Linked DNA regions of Macaca mulatta: region 2 is linked to region 1. A link is a contact called in public Hi-C data. All regions are on one chromosome and are shown on one strand. Each heading gives the region's core, a stretch centred on a gene start, on an enhancer-like site or on the middle of the called end of the contact. The rest is flanking DNA. Distances are from core to core; before and after follow the strand shown.

What was found. Hi-C and Micro-C count contacts between places; a contact is called where the count stands out from the background.
Region 2: a contact with region 1 is called in a Hi-C map of fetal cortex germinal zone, with 2.7 times the contacts expected there. The contact joins the promoter of PTPN12 here to the promoter of TMEM60 in region 1. A contact is called at or near these places in 2 of 14 Hi-C or Micro-C datasets (fetal cortex germinal zone and fetal cortical plate).

The regions. Positions count from the first base shown.
Region 1 is chr3:141,722,681-141,726,706 of T2T-MMU8v2.0, reverse strand. TMEM60 (transmembrane protein 60) reads right to left here and starts at 2,608. Exons shown (of 2, transcript NM_001193703.1): 1 at 2,432-2,608. It also overlaps a transcript of PHTF2 not described here.
Region 2 is chr3:141,998,142-142,002,092 of T2T-MMU8v2.0, reverse strand. PTPN12 (protein tyrosine phosphatase non-receptor type 12) reads left to right here and starts at 1,470. Exons shown (of 18, transcript XM_015134192.3): 1 at 1,470-2,017. The coding sequence starts at 1,919.

The DNA of each region.
Region 1 (4,026 bases), core at 1,359-3,858:
TTTGATGTTTTGTGATTATTAGATGCTAAATTTTGGGGGCTATTTCTTATATCACTATTCTGCCTCACTGATCCATATGTTTCTCTTTTGCACTAATACTGTATGACTTACTGTTGCTCTAGGAATGTATTAATATCTGGAAGACCTAGTATCTACTAGCTGTTCTCTTTTCTAGAATCTTTTTTTCTTTTTTTTTTCTTTTTTGAGATGGAGTCTCACTCTGTCACTCAGGCTGGAGTGCAGTAGCACGATCTCGGGTCACTGCAGCCTCTGCCTCTCGGGTTCAAGTGATCCTCCCACTTCAGTTTCCCAAGTAGCTGGGGTTTCACCATGTTGGCCACGCTGATCTCGAACTCCTGATCTCAAGTGATCCACCCACCTCAGCCTCCCAAAGTGTTGAGATTACAGGTGTGAGCCATCATGCCGGCTTCTTTTCTAGAATATTTTCTATTTTGTCCTTACAGTTTTTCAATGCTAAAATTGCTAAGCTGATTCTTAAAAACTTAGAATTTTGATTGTGAATGCATAAAACTTAGGGATAGCATTTATTTTATTTAATCTTCACATATAGGTTTATGATATGTTCCTCTACTTAAGTTTTTTATACCAACCTTTATGACCATTTGGAAAAAGGATAAGTAGAATGGGAAATCAGAAGCCAGACTATATGCAGTTAACAGAAGATCAAGAAATGGAAACAATTGAGAACACTTTATTCCTTTGAGGCATTTGGAGAAGAGAAAATGAAAGATAGGGTATATGAAACTGAAAGAAGAAATTTTCAGGAAAGGAAGAATTTATGACTACAAACAGAGAAATAAGCCAATGGGGAATGGCCCTGAAGATGAGAGAGGATACTTGATGGAAAGAGAAAAAGATCAGAAGGTGCTACCCATAGGAACAAAAGCATGCGTGGTAGGAGGAAAGATGCAGGAAGATAATAGAGAAAAGGTGAAGAAACTGGCTAATTGAGCCAAATACCCTAGATTAGCGTGCTCAATTATGTTTTAGAACTAACTTTGATGTACTGTGCAACATCTATACTACTTTAAATAGTGGATGGCTATCACGGTGCAAGAGGACACATCTGTTCTATTTCAACAGTTAAGTATGAGTCTCCTAACTCACCTCGTTTCCCTTATACCCATCTAGTGGCACTTAAACTTGTTTACTTAATTGGCACAGGCTTCATACTGCAGTACTTTTGCTCCTAAGGAGGCATTTTTCTGTGTTGGTTTCCTTTCCCGGCCAGAGGCTGCCATATAGTGGGATGTGGGACTGAATTTGGAAGCAGGGTTGGATGGGTGTGTGTTGATTAATAACCATGGATGGATTTCATCCTGTAAATTGCACAATCCCCATCTCCAATCTATCTGGCCGTTTTTGTGAACCTCTGAAAAACGGTTTACGATTATACATTTGCTTAAACCTAACTGTTCCATCTGCCATCGGATAAGACAAGCTTCATTTTTTTCTTATATTTGGCTGCACTCACCACAGGTGCTTTAAGGCTGGAGGTGAAAGGATGCAAGTAACAATCTTATCGTGCCTACAAGATTTATAATGTGGGATGTAACAAAATTCTGTTATGTTCTTGCACGAAAATACCCTCAGTGGGGAAGCACTGCTGATACTTAAATGACGATTGAAGGATTGTACGCTTGTAGGCTGAGCTACAACGATGACATACGATCCCAGTTTTACATTTACGTCTTCATCAATTTGGGCAGTCGTTATGTTTCCTACTATTCTCTCCACATGAAAGGGGGAGGTGCGTACTCCAAAAATGTGCTCAACTAAAATGTTTCCCATTTAAGGTGGCTATTTCCTGCACTAGGAAGACACTTAAATATTTGTTAATGATTCCTTATTCATTTTTAAAACCTTCGGAGTGACCCCGTTATGGAAATATATAGAGCCCCACCCACATCGCCCGCGGGTGGGTATCAGCCCCCATTTCCCTTCTCTCGCCACTGCCAGTACTCTACCAAGTGAACCTGCCTCATCCCAAAGATAATTTTGCTTCATGAGTCCACATATTTATTCTTCATAATGAGTCGCTTTTGAAAAGCCTTGCAGCAACGGCCTTGCCAAAGGAACAGCGTTCTGCTTACAACTTAGCTTATCTGGGGGCCTACTTGCCCCTGGAACTTCAGGACGCTCCTAAACTATACTTGCCCTTCTGCAAACACCGACAGTCGGCTCGCGGCGCCCCACCCGGACGCTCCCCTTTTATGGGCTGTGGGCCCAGCACACGTTGGAGTTTACCACGGTTCCTGCTGGATGCGCACAGAAGCCCTGGAGCCAAGCAGGCGTGTGCGCGTTTGGGGCTGGCTGTGTGATGGGTTGGGGGTCGGCCGCACAGCCCACGGAAGCATCAGGAGACCAGCGCCGGTCTACCGTGCGGGCTAGGGCAGAGCCCCAGACTCACCTGGCAGCGCCACCGGCCGGAGAGCGGAGAGGGACGCGAAGATCAGGAAATTCGCCAGTTTGGATGCTTGTCCTTTTCCGCACTTTTCCCCCCATTAAATCCAGAACCCGTCACATGATAATTAAGAAAAAAATTCAGTTCCGCCTCCCCAAAACACTGCGTTATAGGATCTCTCAGTCCTACCTCAGTGCCGCGCCCACATCCGGGGCTGGTTCTCACCGCCCCTGAGCCTATCCTATAGGTAGGGAGGACGCCAATCTGGATTCAGAGGTCCCTTTTCCGCGGTAATTGGACCATTTGTCCTCCGGTGTAAACCAACCGACTTTCCTAACTTTCGGGTTGGACAGAAAGGCGGCAATAAAAAGCCCCATTGGTCCCGCCTCTCTACTGTCACGGGTTAGGAGGGAAATCAGTCCAAGTTCAGCCTGGAGTTTCCGTGCTCCCATTGGGCCCACAGATGTTAATCAGAGCAGCCGGCGCTCAGCTCCGCCCTCTCGGGACGCCCCGCCCCTCCTCCCATCCTCCCTGCCCGCGCGCAGTGACTGCAGGCTCCGGCGCAAAATCCTGCGGGAGAGGGGGTGGGGCAACGCTCTGGAGGCAGCGCGCCCGCCGGCAGCCTCGTTGTGGCTCCTCGGGCTCTGTCGGCGGCGGCGCTAGCCTCGGAGTCTCCCGCGCGCACCTCAGCCGCCTCCTAGCGGCGCGGCGCCCGCTCCTACGGTAAGAGCGGCATCACCTCCGCGCTCGGGTGGGCCGTGTGGAGGTCGTCGAGTTCTGACACAATCTCGAGGATGGATCGGGACGAGGGAGGATAGCGGTCGTCGGGATGGAGGTGGGGGCTCCGGGGCCAGCGCGTCGCCCTCCGCCGCCGGCGTCTTTCCCGGCAGTCTCCCGTACCTGAGGGCCGGAGTCAGCCGCGACCCCCTCCTATCAGTCGGCTGGTGGCGGAGGCTCAGCCGCCTTCCCCCCGAGCTCGCGCGGTCCTCAAGCCTTGATGGTGACGGGCCGAACCCCAGCACCGCCACCCGCCCCTCGGGCCCCGCTCCCAGGCCCCTGTCCTTTGCTTCCTTCCCTTAGCGCTGTGCTGAGGGGACGTCGGGTCCTGGAAGGGCGTTCAGGGGTCTCGGGTGGCTAGCCCGGCGGGCAGGGAGAGGTCAGCTAGCGGCCGGAGGAGCGGGCTCGGGGAGGGGGGGGGGCGGCGGCTCGCGCGCTGGCGGAGGTGGAAGGAGGGTCGCTGCCCTGCCCCCTCTGAGCAGGCGGCAGTCGAGTTTTCCGATCCCAACACGGCGGAGAGGGTGCTGAGATGCTAGGCATGGGCCTTAAGGGGTAGTTCCCGTCTGGAAACAATACCGTGCTCCAACAGCATGCTTCGGTTTTTCTTATTTTTATCTGCCCAGTGTTGACAGCCAGCATTCTGGTATTGTCCTTCGAGTCATGGCTTTCTAACTCAGCACCTCCTTGTGTAACTTCAGGGATCATTCTGTCACTAATCTGTCACCCTTTTTATTTTTAGCGTGGCAAAAACAAGGAACTGCCTTATACTAACCTGTGCAGGATCTGGAACAATTTATTAATCTCAGTGCGTACTTTACATGCCA
Region 2 (3,951 bases), core at 221-2,720, 280 kb before region 1:
CACCACGCCCGGCCTACACCTGTTTTCTTCTATGAGTTTTTCACTAAATTCCATAGTGCTCCTAACTTTCATCTAATAAAGTATTCTACCACTGATATTTCCTATTATAACCAAATTCCCTGCTCTGTACAAAAACGTTTGTGGGTATAAATGATGAAATTCAGTTCACGGATCAAATCCTTCAGTTCTGTCACATTGTGAGAGGCCACTGTTGTGAAAGTAAAATAACTTGTGTTCTAGTTACGGCTCTGCTAAGAATACTCTGGGGGATGTCAGGAAGTCGCTTTATTTGTAAAATGATGAGTTAGACCAGAATAAATTCTCTGATAGAAGTTTACAAAGATGAATAAAGATTTATAGGCCAGGCACGGTGGCTCACGCCTAGAATCCCAACGCTTTCGGAAGTTGAGGGGGTGAGGATCCCCAGTGCACAGAAATTTGAGATCAGCCTGGGCAACCTAGTGAGACCCCTTCTCTACCAAAACTAAACAAATAAATAATAAATTTTAAAAATGTATTAGCTGGGCTTGGTGATGTACTGAGGTAGGAGGATCCCTTGAGCCCAGGAGTTCAAGGCTGCAGCGAGCCGTGATCATAGCACTGCACTATGGGCGATAGAGCAAGACCTTAGCTCTGGGGAAAAAAAAAAAAAGATTTAATAGATTTATAAATAAAGTCCATTCTACTGAGGGAAGTCTCTTATTCAGTTATGAACTGCTGCGAACCTCAAGGCAGGAAGGCAAATTTCCTTCAGTTCGGCAAACACGAAGATCCCACACCCGCGTCATCCGGGAAGAAGGCACTCCGAACCTCAGGCGCTCACTCGCCAGGTTTAAGAGGATGCGCAAATAATAAAAGTCCTCTCACCCAGGAAGCGTTTCACTTCCCTTAGCTGAGCCACACTCCAAGGTGCCGAAGCCTAATTGCTATCCACTCTCACCAATCCGTTACCAAAATGAGCATCTACCTGCCGCGAACGTGGCGGTGACACTACTACAGTTCCCAGCCTGCCTCCAGCCAGCCCTCGCCCGCCCCCACTCCTGGACTCCACAGGCCGTGACTTGTAGGCCCAGTCCACGGCTGGCGGCGGTGCGGGACTCCTGAAAACTGCTTCTCTTCCCTAGTAGGCGGTGAGACCGCAAATTCCAGCAGAATCCTACTCTGATACACTACTGCTTGCCCCGCTCTGAGTCGCATTCCCTCCTTCGGAGGAACCAACTCTCCTCCCGACGCTACTCCGACCTCTAAGATCCCTGAACGGGGCCACGCCCCGGAAGTGGAGTCAGGTCTCCAGGCCGCCCGCTGAAGTGCCTTCCAGCCACTCCAAGCGGGCCTGGGGCCGGCAGGGCGGGCTTGGGGGCGTGGCCGGGAGGCGGGCGGGGATGGATCAGCAGGCGCGGCGCTTGGGGCGGAGCCGCAGCGCGAGGCCGCGCATCTGGGTGGCGGCGGGGACGCGCCCGTGGGGAGAGGCGGCTGCGGCTGCGGCTGCTGGCGGGGGGTGGGGGGGAGGAAGAACCGGGAAGGGGGGGCAGGGCGAGCGGAGAGCTAGCTGTGTTCCTGAGGCGGCGGCGGCGGCGGCGGCGGCGGCGGCGGCGGCGGCGGCGTCTCCGACGGAGGAGGAGGGCGGGGAAGGAGGATGGAGCAAGCTGGGGGTTGGGGTTGGCGCTAGCCGCAGCGGCTCGCCTGGTACTGTGGGAGAGCGGCGGCTGCTCCTGGAAGTTGTGGTGTCGGGAGCCCAGCCGGTGCCGCCGCAGCCGCCGCCTAGGGCAGTGGGGAGGAGGAGGGAGCCGCGGGGCTTGGCGGGGGTCGGGAGGGAGGGACGTGCTGGGGAAACGAGCTGGGGAAGACGGAGCGGGCTCTGCGCCGGGCGGGCGGGCGGCGGGGGGGCCAGCGACCGCAGCCGGGGGGACGCGGGAGGATGGAGCAAGTGGAGATCCTGAGGAAATTCATCCAGAGGGTCCAGGCCATGAAGAGTCCTGACCACAATGGGGAGGACAACTTCGCTCGGGACTTCATGGTGAGTCTCTCCCCTCGCTGTCGCCTTGTCTCGCCGGCGCCGGAGCCCATCGCCGCCTCTCCCGGCCGGGCCGCCAGTGCTTTGTGTACCTCTGTGAGGAAAGGGGCGGAGGGGGCGCGCACCAGCCCGGTGGGCCGGGTGGTCTTGGAAGCCGGCGGGAATCGAGAGCGCCTCCCGCCGTGGCCTCCTTTCTTCTCCCATGTTCGCGACCCCCGCGCGGGCGCCCGGGGCGCGAAGGGAGCGGCCGAGCGGCCGAGCCTGCAGCCTGCACCGCGGCTCGCGACCACCTATTGTTTACCCGGCCGGGAGCCGGAGACTAGTGAGGTGCAGGCCGGGGGGTGCTCGCGTTTCCACATCTCCCCGCCCAGTCCGCTCCTCCCAGGAGGGTCGAGGCAGGGTATCTGGCTGTGACCGGGAGGAGTGCAGATCGTGGCTGACAGAGGAACGGGGGAATTGAGGTTGGCACTAACTCCTGGGATCCCTTTGCTTTAGCTGGTCTCAAAGCGGGCAAGGTAGGACTTCTGCCGTTTCTGGGGTCGCAATCATGATCTCCAACGCTTGGGAAAGGATTGTCCATAAGGAATCTCATGGGTTTACCTAATTTCCATTTACCCGCGTCCCGCTTCTCCTCTCTTGAGACCCAGGTTTAAGGTGATCTTGGGGTCCGGTTCAGGGGATAAGTGTGGGTGGGGGGGATTATCCTGAAGGAAACCGACTTCGGACTCCCCAGGGGATATTGCCGAAGGCGAAGGGGATGTGACTATCACTTCCTATCCGGGGTGGGGGTGGGGAACTTGGGAACAATAGTCCTGGTGGGGCGGAGGCGTCGCTACGGGCCGAAGCCCTGAACTGGGAGATAACCTTCCCAGCGCCCCCCCCCGCCTCCGCCACCCCCCACTTTCCGCCCTCTGCTTGTGCAAGCAGGCTTGAGAGGAGGTGAAGGTTAAAAGTCTTGTTCATGAAACTGCTCTAGATACACTATTGCTCTAGCTCACTATGAGGGGGTCAGATCCGAAGGCGTGGGACCAGAAGTCGACTTCCTATGTTACCCACCCCCCCCAACCCCCGCCCCTTTTATTTTTCTGCTGGACAATGTTCCCTCTAGGGTTGTTTCCCGGCTTAGGAGGCGGTGGTTGCGGCTGCTGCTCCTACGGATATTGCGCAAGACTGGGGCGTTGGAAACCCTGTAGGTCTGGGGAATGGAAAAGGAAGTGGGACTTTGGGAAGTGGTTGCTCCTTAGTCTTGGCGGGGGTTGGGAAGGGGAAATCAGCTAGGGAAAATTTTTATCCTGGGTAAGGTACACCTCCAAGAATAATCACTTAACTCTGAAACCTGATTATGAAAAGGATACACAGTTAATATCTGTAAAATGAATGGGCAGCAGACATTGGCTAGTTTTTATTTTTTATTTAAAAAGTACAGTAGTTTTTATGGTGGAGGTGATATGACTTAGTAGTGAATACTTTTTCACGTTTTAAAGAGACCTGTCCAGTAAAGCTTAGCGTTAAATTTTTAACTGCTTATAAAATAGGTCCTTGACCTTACACAATATTATACTAGTATCGTTGAGCTTTGTGATTCCCGCCTCCCCAGACCAATAATTGAGGATGGAAGTAAAGTTTTCTCAGTATCTTTTGAAGATTGAAAATATAAGTTAAATAATCTAACTTATTCCTTATTAAAAATAAAAATATTGCTTATATTTAAACATTTGCTCTTGATATTTAGCCTATGTATTTTTGAAAAATTACTTTTTGATCTGAAAGGGTTAAGGAAAAGAGGGTATTTTCCTTTTTTACTATTGAACTTTAATTGTCTTAGTATCTTTTGAATGGTGTCATTTACAGCAACTGGATGCAGTCCCCTTTTTACTACTTTCTAGCGAAAGTAGAAGAAAATACTTTGAATATTTAAGGCGTTTAAAACTAGCTTT